2 separate regions of the Sus scrofa genome follow, and region 1 is linked to region 2. The links are chromatin contacts, called in public Hi-C maps. All regions are on one chromosome and are shown on one strand. The core of a region is the stretch at or near the end of the contact, and the rest is flanking DNA. Distances in the headings are between cores, read along the strand shown. Region 1 holds the start of TRNAU1AP (tRNA selenocysteine 1-associated protein 1). Region 2 has its middle 11 kb from the start of RPL11.

Region 1 (7,410 bases), core at 4,178-6,677, 4.0 Mb after region 2:
TGAGTGGGGTCACCCACAGTTGGTCTGGTTGGGGTGTGGGGGTCATAATTCTTACCAAAGCGCCCAGCAGGCTCATCACAGATGAGATGTCCACCGCAGATGGAACTGAGATGCAGAGAGCGGTGTTAGTGATGACATGCATTTGTCCTGATTGGCAGAGGCTCTGGCTTTGATGACTCAAAATAAGTAAACACATTATTTTAATAGAGCTGATTTAATAGAACTCCTCTGCTGTGTAGAGGAGAAAAACAGCAAAGCAGATGTATCAGTAAGGCCCAGACAGGCAGTAGGACTTGAACCCAGGTCTCCAGACTCCTAGCTTAGGCTTCACGTTACATATTATTTATAACCTAGTTGGTGCTAGCTTCCCAGGCAGTTAGAATTGTATTAGGAGAAAGAAGACCTAGTAGTTGGGGTCCTAGCAAGCACAGCAGAGAAGGCTATGGGCAAGTGGTCACTAAAGCCTGGGTGGAGTAGCCATGGAGCCCTTGAGAAGCCTGGCAGATCTGCTTGATCTGGGATTATCTGGGAAGAGTTGCTGAGGAAGTGGGGCTTGAAGTTGTTTCCAGTCCTTTATGATAACCAAAGGAGATCCAGAGCAGTCTCAGAGGCAGGTGGTCCTGGGAATGGAGGTGTGTAGGGGTTTGGAGAGTGGGCAGTCATTGTCAGGCTTTGAATGCCATGCTTAGGTGCAGGGGGAAGTCTTTGGCAATATATAAGGACTGTGGTCTCTGAGTGACAAAGCTCTTTTTTATCCATAATCTCCCTTGGATCCTTCCAGCTTCCCTGAATGCTTAGAGGCTGGGACAAGGCCAGGCTGCCATAGGCCAAGACTAGAATCCACCCTCATGTCCCGGGCCTCTCACACTACAGCAAGGTGGGGCTAGGGATCCAGGAGACAGTTGCCCTCATTTCTCTCCCTTGTAGGTCGTGTCTTTGCCTGGGGCATGGGAACCAACTACCAGCTGGGCACGGGACAGGAAGAGGACGCCTGGAGCCCTGTGGAGATGACAGGCAAACAGCTGGAGAACCGCATGGTCTTATCTGTGTCCAGCGGGGGCCAACACACAGTCCTACTAGTCAAGGACAAGGAACAGAGCTGATGAAGCCTCTGAGGGCCTGTTCCTGGCCCCCCCACCTCTCTTCTGGAACAGGGAAGCCATGACGACTACATATTCCTGCAGGCCTCTCCCAGCCCCAAATACTCTGTCATCTCCTGCCTTTTCCCCATCAGCAGAACAGAATCCTTCACCTCTTTTTTCCCCTCTTTTCCGGAATTATCCTGGGACCTACAGGATGAGGGTGGGATAGATGGAAGAGGGGAGGGGGTTTTATTAGAAGGAACATTGCTCACCCCACAGCTATGTGGTTGGACCTTTCTCCCTCATCCCTACCTCTCATGGTCCTGGCTGACCCTGGTTTGCCTGTCAGAAACCAAAACTTGCTTCCCTGGGTATTTGGTGCCCAAACTCTGAGAAGTCAGGGCTCCATCAGGCCCTACTCTAGTCACGTGCCATTCTTCCTGTCCACTAGACAGGTGGTAGCGAGGTCAGACCCAGCTGTCATGGACCTGTGCCTGGGGCAAACTGGAGAAGGAGCCAGGCTACCCGTTCATGGGCAACCCCAAGCCAGATATTTGGCCCTGAACAGGTGCCCATGAGGCAAAAACAAAAAACAGTGATCCTCCACTTGATCAAGAAAAACGCCAATCAGCCTTTCTCCCAGAAGCACAAAGAATTCTGCCCTTCAGGCTTTGTCTGCAGAGTCTCACCCACCCAACCTGCCTCACTTGCAGCCAAAGGCCTGAAATCGAAAGGAAGCTATGCCTGCAGGGCGGGACCTGGGGAGAGAAGGGAAGGAGGGCTTTATAAACAAACTTATAGCAATGTTGAGAGAGAAGGGAGGGAGGGGAAGAGGGTTGGAGGAGCAGAAGCTGGTCCCCAAAAAAGGAAGCAGCAGCTTGTACAGTGGCTTAAAAAATAGAAGGGTTTTGATTTTTTTTTTTTAATGTAAACTATTTTGGAGGGGAGAGTGAAATCTTTTAACACTTTGAATAAATTTAGAGTTTTATAAAACAGGCCACTTGTTTTCTACGCACTCCCTGCTTTTTTAAGGGAGCACCTGCTGTGTTGGGAAGGGCAGAATAAATCCATGCCTGTGGACCTGGCAAAGACTAGGACTTCAAGACTAGGATTTGCAGAAGTCCTCGTGTGTGCCAGTCAGCTGTTCTTTTCTTTTTTTAAAAAAAATATGGAATAGTGGCTGTTAGAGACAAATCAAAAAAATTGAGTTGATTTTTGTTAGGTATTTTTGTTTCAGGAATCACTGGATTTTAAAAAAAACTATATAATATGAGAGGCATGGGATGGATCTTTTAGTATCCTAATCCCAAACCAAGATTTTTGAGTGCAGTACTTCTCTAGAAATGCTTATACTAAGCTGGATGATATGTCATTTCCACACCTGGTAGAGATGATTAACTGCACAGTATCTCTTAAGATAACTTATGCATAATGATGTAGATTTTCACAGGCATTTGAGCAACCAAATCTTACAGAGTTTGACCTGTCCAGTATGGTGGGCACTAGCTACATGTGGCTATTCATATTTAGTTTAAATTTGTAAAAATAAAATGAACTTCCTCGATTGCACTAGCCACATTTCAAGTCCTCAATAGTCAAATGTGGCTAGTGCCTATAGTATTGGGCTATGCAAATACAGAAATATATAGAACATTTCTATAATTGTAGAAAGTTAAGTGGACAGTGCTGATATAGTGGGTCTGTAAATGTACAGCAGGAAAGTTTTATTAGTGCCAGGAAGATTCTTGGATGTCAGTGACTCTTGGAAAAATGAATTATGCTGTAAAATGACTTAAAATGTATTCTGTGATTTTTTTTTCTTGAACTTTTCATTTTGATGCAGGTACTATACTGATTAGAAATTGACTTCTTAGAAGGGAAAACTCACACTTTTGATTTTAGTATTTTCTTTGTAAGAAGTACTTGTGTGTCCACTCTTCCCTCGCCCCACTCTCCCCTCAAAAAAAGTGCATTTGGATTAAGTTTACTGAAGTTTTCCCTTTTGACAATATAGCAGATTGAAAGTACCCTGTCCTTGGTAACAGCTCTTGTGGATTGAGACCTAAAACAGGCAGTGTTGAGCATTTTGCATAAAATAATAGCTCATTCAATCCTCACATCAGCCCTGTGAAATAGGAATTGCTCTTCCTCAGAAAAAAGTTCCTGAGAACTGACGAGCTTGAGGCTAAGAAGCTAGCAAGTGCACAGACTAGGCTGGATTTTTTTTTTTTTTTTTTTTTTTTTTTTTTTTTGGCTGTACCCATGGGATGTGGAAGTTCCTGGGCCAGGGATTGAACACGCATCTCATGCACCTCAGCAACCTGAGCCACAGTAGTGACAGTGCTGGGTCCTGAACCTGCTGAGCCACAGGGGAACTCCCTAGGCTGGTGATTAAATCAGCCTCCACCTGAGCCCAAAACCTCAGTTCCTTTTCCCTGTATTGGATGTAAGAGTTATAAAGCTCTCTGTAGGTGTTTACATATGTTAGAACAGTGTTGGGCACAGAGTAAATGTTCCAGAAGTCTTTGCTATTATGACCATTGCACATTTTAAAATTCCCTGTGGTTAATAATCGCCTTGTTTTTCACATGCTTAGTTTTTTGGTATAAGTATCATTAATTTAATGTCAGTGTCTATGAGAAGTAAATCTCCTTTTTTTGTGTTCAAACACATCAAATACGCTCAATTTTATCTTTTCCCCCATTCTCCTCCAACCTGAATTGGTTACCTGAAAACAAATGTAATCACCCCATATGGTTCAGCTATAAATAATGTTTACAAAGTCATAATAATGTAAGTGTTTGATATTTTGAAAAATTATAATTACAAGATGGTGAAGTGTATGTATGAGGTGCAGTCCTTAAAAAGATCTGAAACCACAAATGAAGAGAAAGTATGTTATTTAGAAATACTTGGATTTTAGGGAAAAGATTTGGAAGTGGTTGCCTTCAGGGGCAGGGATAGATGGGATAGGAGAGAACTGTTTAGTATTTATGACAAATTCAAAAATGTTTTCAGTGCCTCCCATATGCCAGACATTGTTGTGGGAATTTGATTAGAAACAACAAGGAATCCTGTCTGATGAAGCTTACATTTTAAATTAAAAATAAACACTTACAAGTCTTGCACAAGTAAAATAAATTTTAAAAATAGTAATCAAAGAGCACCCCACAAGGGCTGGCAAATTTTAGTACTCAAGAGTTATCAGTCATAATTCCAAGTCCTCCAGCTGCTGTGTTGGAGAGCTTACTGGATGCCAGGCATTAGGCCAAGTGCTTTCTCAACTTCTCAATTTCTCCATACGACAAACATGGTATGAGGTAAGCATTGCTGTTACCCACATCGCTAATAACAACAACACAATTGGAAGGGGCTGGGATTTGGGCTCCATTTGTTCAAATGTGTAGTTGAAGCACCCAACCGCTACACTACTACGGCCATGAATAGGATAAAGCTGGAAATGTGGCAACTTGGTTGAATCTCAAGACTTCAGAGTGCTTGACTTTGGGCCCCAACAACATAAGTTTGGAATATATGAACTGGCAAGGAAGGACATAAGTGGCCATCAACCCAGAAGGAGCCTGGGAAATGGATTCTCCATCAAGCGATGAGCTTCAGTGTTGGAGATGACAATCATCATCTACAGAATCTTCACATTCTGAGGAAAGGGCATCAAACTGAGGCTGAGGTCTGGGACCTTCCCAGACGAAGAGTCAAACTGTCAGGATTATCTAGCCATCGAAATCGAGTCTGCTGAAGGCCTTCTATGGCAAGTCTCTTCCTGGGAGAGGTTAGAACTTCTGGTGGTTTGGATTATTGTAGGGAACGTGAGACGCAAGAGAGTGACAAGATGGGGATTGATTTGTTTGTTGGTTGGTTAGCCCTCCCCTCCTCTCCCCTCCCACAGCCTAGTTCTATGCATGGGAATGATGGAAGGATGCCAGTCCAGCGTCAACAGAAATCCTGTCCTTTCCGTTTCGTAACCTGAGAAAAGCAGGTTGAAGGGGTGGCGGAGGCAGACCAGTGATTTGCCAGAGGTCATACATAGTTAGTGGAACTGGATCGTCCAGGCTTCCAAAAGGGATCTTTCACTTTAGGAAATATGCTTCTATTTTAAGTTTTTGCCATGAACATACACTACTTTTATAATTCTATACGTACGCGTGTGTTTAAAGCCGGAAAGAGTCCGGAGAAAGCCAGTCATTCACGCCCCCCACGGTCCCGCGCAAGGCGGTGTCTGCCCCGCCCCATCCCGCAGGCTCCGGTTCGAGACACGCCCACAGGGATCCGGAAAAACCCGGACCCGCCAGTCTGCGTTGCCTTGGGCGCCGAATTGCCGAGCGTGCGCAGAAGGCGATGGGGGCGCATGCGCCGTGGAGGCCGCAACCCCGCGGAGCGGCGTACGCGCCAGCCTCTGAGGCTCGCGTAGGCCTGGCGGGGCCTCGGGCATGGCGGCCAGCCTGTGGATGGGCGACGTGAGTTGGGGCGGCCGCCCGGTTCAGCGGAGGAGAAATATAGTGTCACGAGGGCAAAAGGGTCTGAAGAGAAGGGGTCCTCGGCTCTCAAGAGGGTGGCAGTGAATGGGGAGGGGAGTTCTCAGTGGTGCCAAAGCAAGTCCCAGCGTGTAGGTGAAGGGGCCGGGTCTGAGGGGGAGGGGTCCTCGGATCCCAAAAGGGTGGAAGAGAATGAGGAGAGTTGTTTTAGTGATGCCGAAGCAGGCCCTAGCATCTAGGTGCGGGGGCTGATTCGGAGGGGGAGGGGTCGTGGGGCCCAGCCCAGCCTGGATTCTGGGGAGGGAAAAAGGGAGGGTCTTTGCGTGGATAGAATGGGAAGAATCCCAAGGATTGAAGTGCGCCTTGGTTCGAGGACTGCAGGAATGGGGTTCCTAAATCCAAGGGGGAGGCTTCCTAAAAGGAGCAGCCTTGAAGGGAAGGAAGGCAAGAGGCTGGGAACGCCGGAGTGGATGGAAACCTCTTCACCCTCACCCTACTCCTGCCCGCAGCGTGCACCCAACCCTGGACTGAGCAGGGAGGGGCTCCGGATCCGGGAATGAGGAGCCTGGGTACTGACCTGAACTGCTCTGCTCTTATATTTGCGCAGCTGGAGCCCTACATGGATGAGAACTTCATCTCCAGAGCCTTTGCCACCATGGGAGAGACTGTGATGAGCGTCAAAATTATCCGAAATCGCCTCACTGGGTATGTTCTCTCCTCCCCTCTTGTCTTCTCAGTTCTCCCTTAGTAGATCAACTGCAGGTGTCATTCAGAAGGTAAACATCCTTCGGAGAGTCAGAGGCTTCTCACCCCTAATAATAATTATTACAGGAGTTCCCATCGTGGCGCAGTGGTTAACGAATCCGACTAGGAACCATGAGGTTGCGGGTTCGGTCCCTGCCCTTGCTCAGTGGGTTAACGATCCGGCGTTGCCGTGAGCTGTGGTGTAGGTCGCAGACGAGGCTCGGATCCCGCGTTGCTGTGGCTCTGGCGTAGGCCGGTGGCTACAGCTCCGATTAAACCCCTAGCCTGGGAACCTCCATATGCCGCGGGAGCAGCCCAAGAAATAGCAACAACAACAACAACAAAAGACAAAAAAAAAAAAAATAATAATAATTATTACAATGATATAAATTCTAACATTTCAGGGCTTATTGAGAGGAAGTATAATGTGTTGCTGACTCTGGAGCCAGAGTGGGTTTGAACGCTCTGTGTGCTGTGTGACCTTGAGCAAGTTACTCAGCCTCTCCCTGTCCTTCACCATAAAAATGGAGATAATAATAGCACCTACCTCATAGAGTTCTGATGAGGACTAAGTGCCATTAATTCCCATTCAGCATTTAGAACAGTGTTTGGCATATGGTATATGCTTGGTAAATATAAACAGATCATGATCTGCTGGGTAATAAGCATTTCAAAATCACAAAAACCCCTGAGCTAGGTACTATTATTAGAGAAGCATAGTAACTGTCTTAAAGTTACGCAGCTGTTAAATGAGAAGCCAAGACTCTAATTCAGGTCTGTTTTCAAAGCTCATGTGTGCCCATAACTCTTGTGTAAGACACTGCTACATGCCAGGGTTCTAGATTCCCAAAATATATGACTGAAACAAGCCAGATGCAGTCATTTCTCTCCTACATTCTACATTCTAACAGGGGAATGAGACTGTAAATATGTAAACAAGACAAAATGCAGAATAGATTTCCATATAATAGTGCTCTTATTTATTGCCTCCAGTTTCTTCTTTCTCTTTGAGGGTCGTAGGTTTCCTTAGGGTTCTAGTTAGAAATAACAGGATTCCTTATCAATCTGACAGTGTTTATCAAGTGTCTACT
Region 2 (6,693 bases), core at 3,359-5,858:
CAAAGGCATTTGACAGCTTAAGCAGAAATGATGTTCTTGACTCCCTGAGTTACCCTGCGGTGTGCATGCATTGCTTTGATAGCTACTTTTAACCCTTTTCATGCTGTGGTGACTGCCTCTGGAAGTGTCTTCCTGTGCATATTTCTATTTTTTGTTATTAAAGATTGGTTCTGGGAGTTCCTGTCATGGTGCAGTGGTTAATGAATCCAACTAGGAACCACGAGGTTGCGGGTTCAGTCCCTGACCTTGCTCAGTGGGTTAAGGATCCGGCATTGCCGTGAGCTGTGGTGTAGCTCGCAGACGTGGCTTGGATCCCGCGTTGCTGTGGCCCTGGCGTAGGCAGGCGGCTACAGCTCTGATTCGACCCCTAGCTTGGGAACCTCCATATGCCACGGGTGTGGCCCTAAAAAGAAAAAAAAAAAAAGATTGGTTCTTATTAATCATTAATTACATAGTATATCACAGTGGATCAGAGCACATAACTTGGAATTTAAGCATCTCAAATTCCTTGCAGGTCCATAGCAGATAATTGTTTTCTATGAAAAGCCCCATCAACCACTTCACTCCTTTTCCAACTCTAATTTTAGGAGAAAACTATGTGATAGTTGTTACTCTCTGGGTAATGGTCTGGGCACACTATAGGGGAGGGGAAGGCTTTACCAGATATTGGTTGGGATTTTTTCCTAACACGCATATTGTCTCATTTAGTTTTCATAACTCTATGAAGTGTTACAATGATGAGCACACAGAAAGAGGCATTTGCAAGGGTATTAATTGCCCAAAGTCACAAGTAGTGGTAGAACCAGTCTTCAAACAAGGCCATCATACTCCAGAACCTTGAGACCGGCTGTTTTTTTTTTTTTTTTTTTTTTTTTTTGTAGTTTTATGGTGATTGTTTTAATAAGATTAAACCACACATCTGCCCCTTGAAATATACTTTTATCAAATTTTCCTTGAAATTAGGTTGACTGAACCCACAAAATGCTAGCGTATATTTCCCAAGTCCCCAAGAAGGTGGGCAATCATAGAACTGGAGTTGGTCTTTACTTTTCAATGACTGGGTCTGTAGGGACAAACGCCCAAATAACTACTGAATTACAATTAAAGGAAGGAGATTCTTCAGAATGGGAGATGTGTGCATTTTGTCACTGACATTCTGTAACCTCAGGCACGAGGCTGTGTCTCACTGTACAGGCTGTGTCTCCCAGGGTCTGACCTCCAAGACCAGCCGGTTGCTCAGATTGGGCACAGCCAGCAGCACTGCCCTTTACTACCTGGGGGGGGAACTTAGGCAAGTCAGCCAGCCTCTCTGGGCCTAAGGCCTTGTGTGAAATACATCAAGGCCTACCTTACAGGGTTATTTTCAAGAATTAAAAGTAGTAGGAGTTCCCATCATGGCCCAATGGTTAACGAATCCGACTAGGAACCATGAGGTTTCGGGTTCAATCCCTGGCCTTGCTCAGTGGGTTAAGGATCTGGCGTTGAGCCATGAACTGTGGTGTAGGTCACAGACACGGCTTGGATCCCGAGTTTCTGTGGCTCTGGTGTAGGCCTGTGGCTGCAGCTCTGATTCAGCCCCTAGCCTGGGAACCTCCATGTGCTGCAGGTGCGGTCCTAGAAAAAGCAAAAAATAAAATAAGAATGAAAAGTAGTATATGTAAATCACATAGGAGCTGTTGTCAGTATGTAAAGATTACATATTTATTGAATATATATTCTTTGTGGTCAGTGGTAGGCTTAAATGTAAGAGGTTTTATTCTGTGACTTGAGGGCTTCTTTTTCCTGGTAAAGGAAAGATGATGGGGGTTATTCACTGTCAAGGTACTGAATAAGCTCAGATTTAGGGGATCATTTTCTGGGCTTTTCTTACAAGGAGTCCCTAAAATACGAAGAACTGGGCCTTGAGGATGACAGCAACTTGGAGAGGCCCACGTACAGCTTCCTGTTCTCTCAGTTGAGCGTTTCTCTCTCTTGTGATTCATTCAGCATGAACTTGAATGCTTCCCTCCCTGAAGCATGGCATTGAACCAGATACAGTCCCTACTGCTAAGTGGACAAAAAGTGCACATTCCTCCTTCTTCCACTTTTTTTTTTTCTTTTTCTTGTCTTTTTTGCTATTTCTTGGGCCGCTCCCACGGCATATGGAGGTTCCCAGGCTAGGGGTTGAATCGCCAGAGCCACAGCACCTCGGGATCCGAGCCGAGTCTGCAACATACACCACACTGAGCAAGGGCAGAGACCGAACCCGCAACCTCATGGTTCCTAGTCGGATTTGTTAACCACTGTGCCATGATGGGAACTCCTTTCCTCCACTTTTTAGGTGGAAAAAAAAAATCCAGTGACCTTTTTAATGCTGTAAATAACAAATTAGTGTCCCTCCCCAATATGACAGGACAGTGATACTAACTGTACTTTTCCCAGTCATCCCTTAGCGCCACCAAAAAATGGAAGGTTGGTATTTGCTCCTCCCAAGGGCCTTCCAGCCCCCTCCTTCCCCCTGCCTCAGCATTGAAGAGCACTGCTAGAGTTGGGTCCTGGGGGCGCATTTGAGTTCACAAAGCTCAGGGCCACCTGTGTCAGTCACTTGTTAAAAATGCGGATTTTTACTTTGCAGGGCTCAGAAATTCGTATTCTTACCACAGGGAAAGCTGAGGTTCATTGTTCTCTCTCAACGATAGCTTTCAGCATTTTTTGACCACAGCCCCCCCACACAAAATTATATCACTGTTATTATATACATATGTACTCACCTCTGAAAAGTATTTCATAAAACAATACCTTTAGTACAGGCAGTGCATTCTTATTTTATAATCTGTTCTGTTAAAAACTTTTTTTTTCCTAATGCTGATTCTAATCCATTAGAAAAACCCTACTCTACAAGGTAGACAATTGTGTTTCAGTCATGAAGTCAGAACATCTGAGCCAAAGAGTCCTCGGTTGTTTTTTTTTTCTTTTTTTTTTTGTCTTTTTGTCTTTTTGCCTTTTCTAGGGCCACTCCTGCGGCATATGGAGGTTCGAAGGCTAGGGGGTCTAATCGGAGCTCTAGCCGCCGGCCTACACCACAGCCACAGCAACATGGGATCCAAGCCACGTCTTTGACCTACACCACAGCTCACGGCAACACCGGATCCTTAATCTACTGAGCAAGGCCAGGGATTGAACCCGCAACCTCATGGTTCGTAGTCGGATTCGTTAACCGTGCGCCACAACAGGAACTCCTCCTTGTTTGTTTTCTGACCCAGCAGCAGTCCCTAAGTCCTAATTTTTGTCCAGTACTAGACTAGTTATAGGAGGATCACCTGAGACATTTATTTAAAATACAGATTCCAGGCCCCAACCCTAAAGTGCTTAGAGTAAAATATAGGAATCTTTTTTTTGCAACAAGCATCCTAGATGATTTGTATGCTCAGCCAGGTCTGAAAGTTCCAGCATGCAACCTTTACACTGGGAAGGCCCTGTAGAATGGCACAGGGTCTGAATTTGCCTGTCTGTATATAGAGGGAAGAGTTTTCTCACTTTGTAAACCACCTTCAGGTTATTTCTGAAGCGTTATTATTTACCACATATTTTCTTTCAAAGTCATAAAAGAGGGAGTTCCCTGGTGGCTCGGCAGGTTAAGGATCCGGCATTGTCACTGCTATGGCACAGGTTCGATCCCTGGCCTGGGAACTTCTGCATCTGAGGTATGGCCAAAAAAAAAAAGTCATGAAAAGAATTTGTCACTACTGAATTTACAGATTTGACATGTGTATTATATTACTTTATATACTTTCAGCATATTAAATTTCAATATACTGAATAGATATGCGACTGTCTAAAAAAATGTGTCCTGCTTAAGTCACTTAATAAATTTCTTGAGTGCCCACTATGTGCCTGGCACTGTTGAAGATTCTTAGGATACCTGAGTGAACAAAAACAAAGATCTCTGTCTTCATGGAGCTTAAATTCTAGTGGAAGGAGATGGAAAATAATCAGTAATAAATTGTAAAGTTTTTGTTTGTTTTTTGCTTTTTAGGGCCATACTTGCAGCATATGGAAGTTCCCAGGCTAGGGGTCAAATTGGGGCTGCAGCTGCCAGGTTACACCACAGCCACAGCAACTTGGGATCTGAGCCTCATCTGTGACCTACACCACAGCTCAGGGCAATGCTGGATCCTTGACCCACCGAGCAAGGCCAGGGATTGAACCCACATCCTCATGGATACTAACTAGTCATGTTTGTTTCCGCTGAGCCATGCGGGGAACTCCCGTAAAGTATGTTTTGTGTGTAAAATGATGTGCCCTGCAGAGAAAAGAAAAAGCCAGGTGTGGGGAGGGGGAGGGGAAAGGGGGCCAGGCAGGCCTCAGTGAGAAAGTGGGATTCGGGAGGACCTGCCGGAGGTAATAGTTGGCCAAATGGATCCGTGAGGAAGAGCTTTCCAGAGGGAAGGATCAGCTAGAGCAACCGGGGGCATGTAGCACAGAGACCTGTAGAACTAGGCAGGGTGGGAGGGGAAGGTTAGGAGGGGATGAGGTCAGAGGAGTAAGGGGTGGGGAAGCTGTGTAGGGCTTTGCAGGCCATAATAAAGGCTGAATGAAATGAGGAAGGTCGCTCTGCAGAGTTAGAGCAGAGGCATCACATGGTCCGACTTCCATGTTGAGCCTCACGCTGCTGTGATGAGACTGGACTGTGAGGGCGTGGGTCGAAGTCCTGTGAGAAAATGTTGCAATAATCCATGCAGTCATGTTGGGTCTGACATGGTGGCAGTATTGGAGGTGGTGAGAAATTACCAGACAATGGGTAGAATTTAAAAGTAAACCAGGATTTCTTTGAATAAATGGACCAGGGATATAAGAGAAGGAGAAATCAAGAATGATTTAAATTTCTGTTCTCGGAGTTCCCATCGTGGCACAGCTGAAACGAATCTGACCAGGAACCATAAGGTTGCGGGTTTGATCCCTGGCCTCACTCAGTGACTTGGGGATTTGGTGTTTCTGTAAGCTGTAGTGTAGGTTGCAGTCACGGCTTGGATCTGGCATTGCTGTGGCTGTGGCATAGGCTGGCAGCTGTAGCTCTGATTAGACCCCTAGCCTGGGACCCTCCATATGCTGCAGGTGTGGCCCTAAGAAGCAAAATAAATAAATAAATTTCTGGCCTAATCAACAGAAAATATGGAGTTGCTGTTTATTTCAATAGGAAAGACTGTATTTGGAGCAGATACAACAGGAAACTAGAAATTCCATTTTGAATATGTTTTATTTATTTATTTATTTATTTTTTGTCTTTAGGGCCCCACCTGCGGCACATGGAGGTTCCCAGGCTAGGGGTCAAATCAGAGCTGTAGCTGCCGGCCTACACCACAGCCACAGCAACCAGATCTGAGCCACGTCTGCAACTTACACCACAGCTCATGGCAACGCTGGATCCTTAACCCACTGAGCGAGGCCAGGGATCGAACCTGCGTCCTCATGGATACTAGTCAGGTTCGTTTCTGCTGAGCCACGACAGGAACACCATTGAATATATTTAATTTAAAATGCCCATTAATCATCCAAGGGGAGATGCGGAATAGGCAGCCCAGAGTTTGGAGTTTGGGCTGCGGATGTGTGCTTGGAGATCTTCAGCATCAAGGTATCTATATTTAAAGTTTTGAGACTGTGTGAAATTATAAAGGAGTGAGTGGGATGAATAGATGACTCAGGACTGAATCTTGTGATACATCAGCATTGAAAGGTCTGGGAGAAGAGGAATCGGCAAAGGAGACTAAGAAGGAGGGACCAGTAAAATAGGAGGAAAAATAAGAGTTTTGTATCTGGAAGCCAAGTGAGAGTGTGTGCACGAGGAGGGCGTGACGATGAGCTCAGGGAAGTGCTGCCAGTGGATCGAATGGAGTGAGCACAGAGAGTTGACTGCTGGGCTTCACAGCATGGAGGCCACTGGTGTCCTTGACTGAGGCAGTGCTGGTGTGATGGTAGAGGTGACAGCCTGAGTAGAGTGGGCCTAAGATTCTCTTAATTTCACTGGGGAGGAGAGTAACTGGAGACAGCTGGTATAGACAACTCTTAGGAGGAGTTTTGCTGTCACAGAGAGTAAAGATGGGTAAGGTAACTTTTTCTGGTGATTGGAATAGTACAGTAGAAAGAAAGGTTGGTATGGGGGAGGGGAGATTCACTGTAGCAATATCTTTGAATAAGTGAGAGGGGTTGCTTTTAGCACACAAATGGAGGGATTAGATTTGGCTAGCATTGTGGCTGGGGTATCATGGTAAGTCAGGAGACTGAGAGATGGACTGGGAGCTTGGGGTTAACAGATGCAAACTATTGCATTTGGATTGGATAAGCAATGAGATCCTGCCATATAGCACAGGGAACTATATCTAGTCACTTGTGATGGAACATGATGGAGGATAATGTGAGAAAAGAACGTGTGTGTGTGTGTGAGAGAGAGAGAGAGAGAGACTGGGTCACTTTGTTCTACAGTAGAAAATTACAGAACACTGTAAATCAACTATAATGGAAAAAATAAAAATCATTAAATTAAAAAATACAAAAAGGCTGAGTACGTGGGTTATATATGTGGGTGTGTATGTTGATAGGTGGTAGGTGTGGGATGAAGATCTGTGGATATTCTCTTCTGATTGAGCTGCCGTTTTCTTGGTAAAGTAGGAGAGTAAGGAGGGGGGAAGAGATGTTAGGCATTTGAGAAGGAGTGAG

Evidence for each region. Hi-C and Micro-C count contacts between places; a contact is called where the count stands out from the background.
Region 1: a contact with region 2 is called in a Hi-C map of liver, with 5 times the contacts expected there. The contact joins the promoter of TRNAU1AP here to the enhancer-like site in region 2. A contact is called at or near these places in 5 of 47 Hi-C or Micro-C datasets (liver, mesenteric adipose tissue, omental adipose tissue and 2 more).

Annotation. Positions count from the first base shown.
Region 1 is chr6:85,562,003-85,569,412 of Sscrofa11.1, forward strand. It overlaps TRNAU1AP (tRNA selenocysteine 1-associated protein 1), which reads left to right and starts at 5,428. Exons shown (of 8, transcript XM_005665150.3): 1 at 5,428-5,557; 2 at 6,183-6,280. The coding sequence starts at 5,531. RCC1 (regulator of chromosome condensation) reads left to right here. Exons shown (of 11, transcript XM_005665141.3): 11 at 928-3,859. The coding sequence ends at 1,103.
Region 2 is chr6:81,531,398-81,538,090 of Sscrofa11.1, forward strand. No RefSeq gene overlaps it. Among named protein-coding and RNA genes, the nearest start is that of RPL11, 11 kb to the left of the region's middle. Within about 2 kb of position 4,609, at least 4 of the 83 cell types and tissues checked have an H3K27ac peak or open chromatin away from gene starts, as enhancers often do. A contact at or near this core is called in liver, where this site is marked.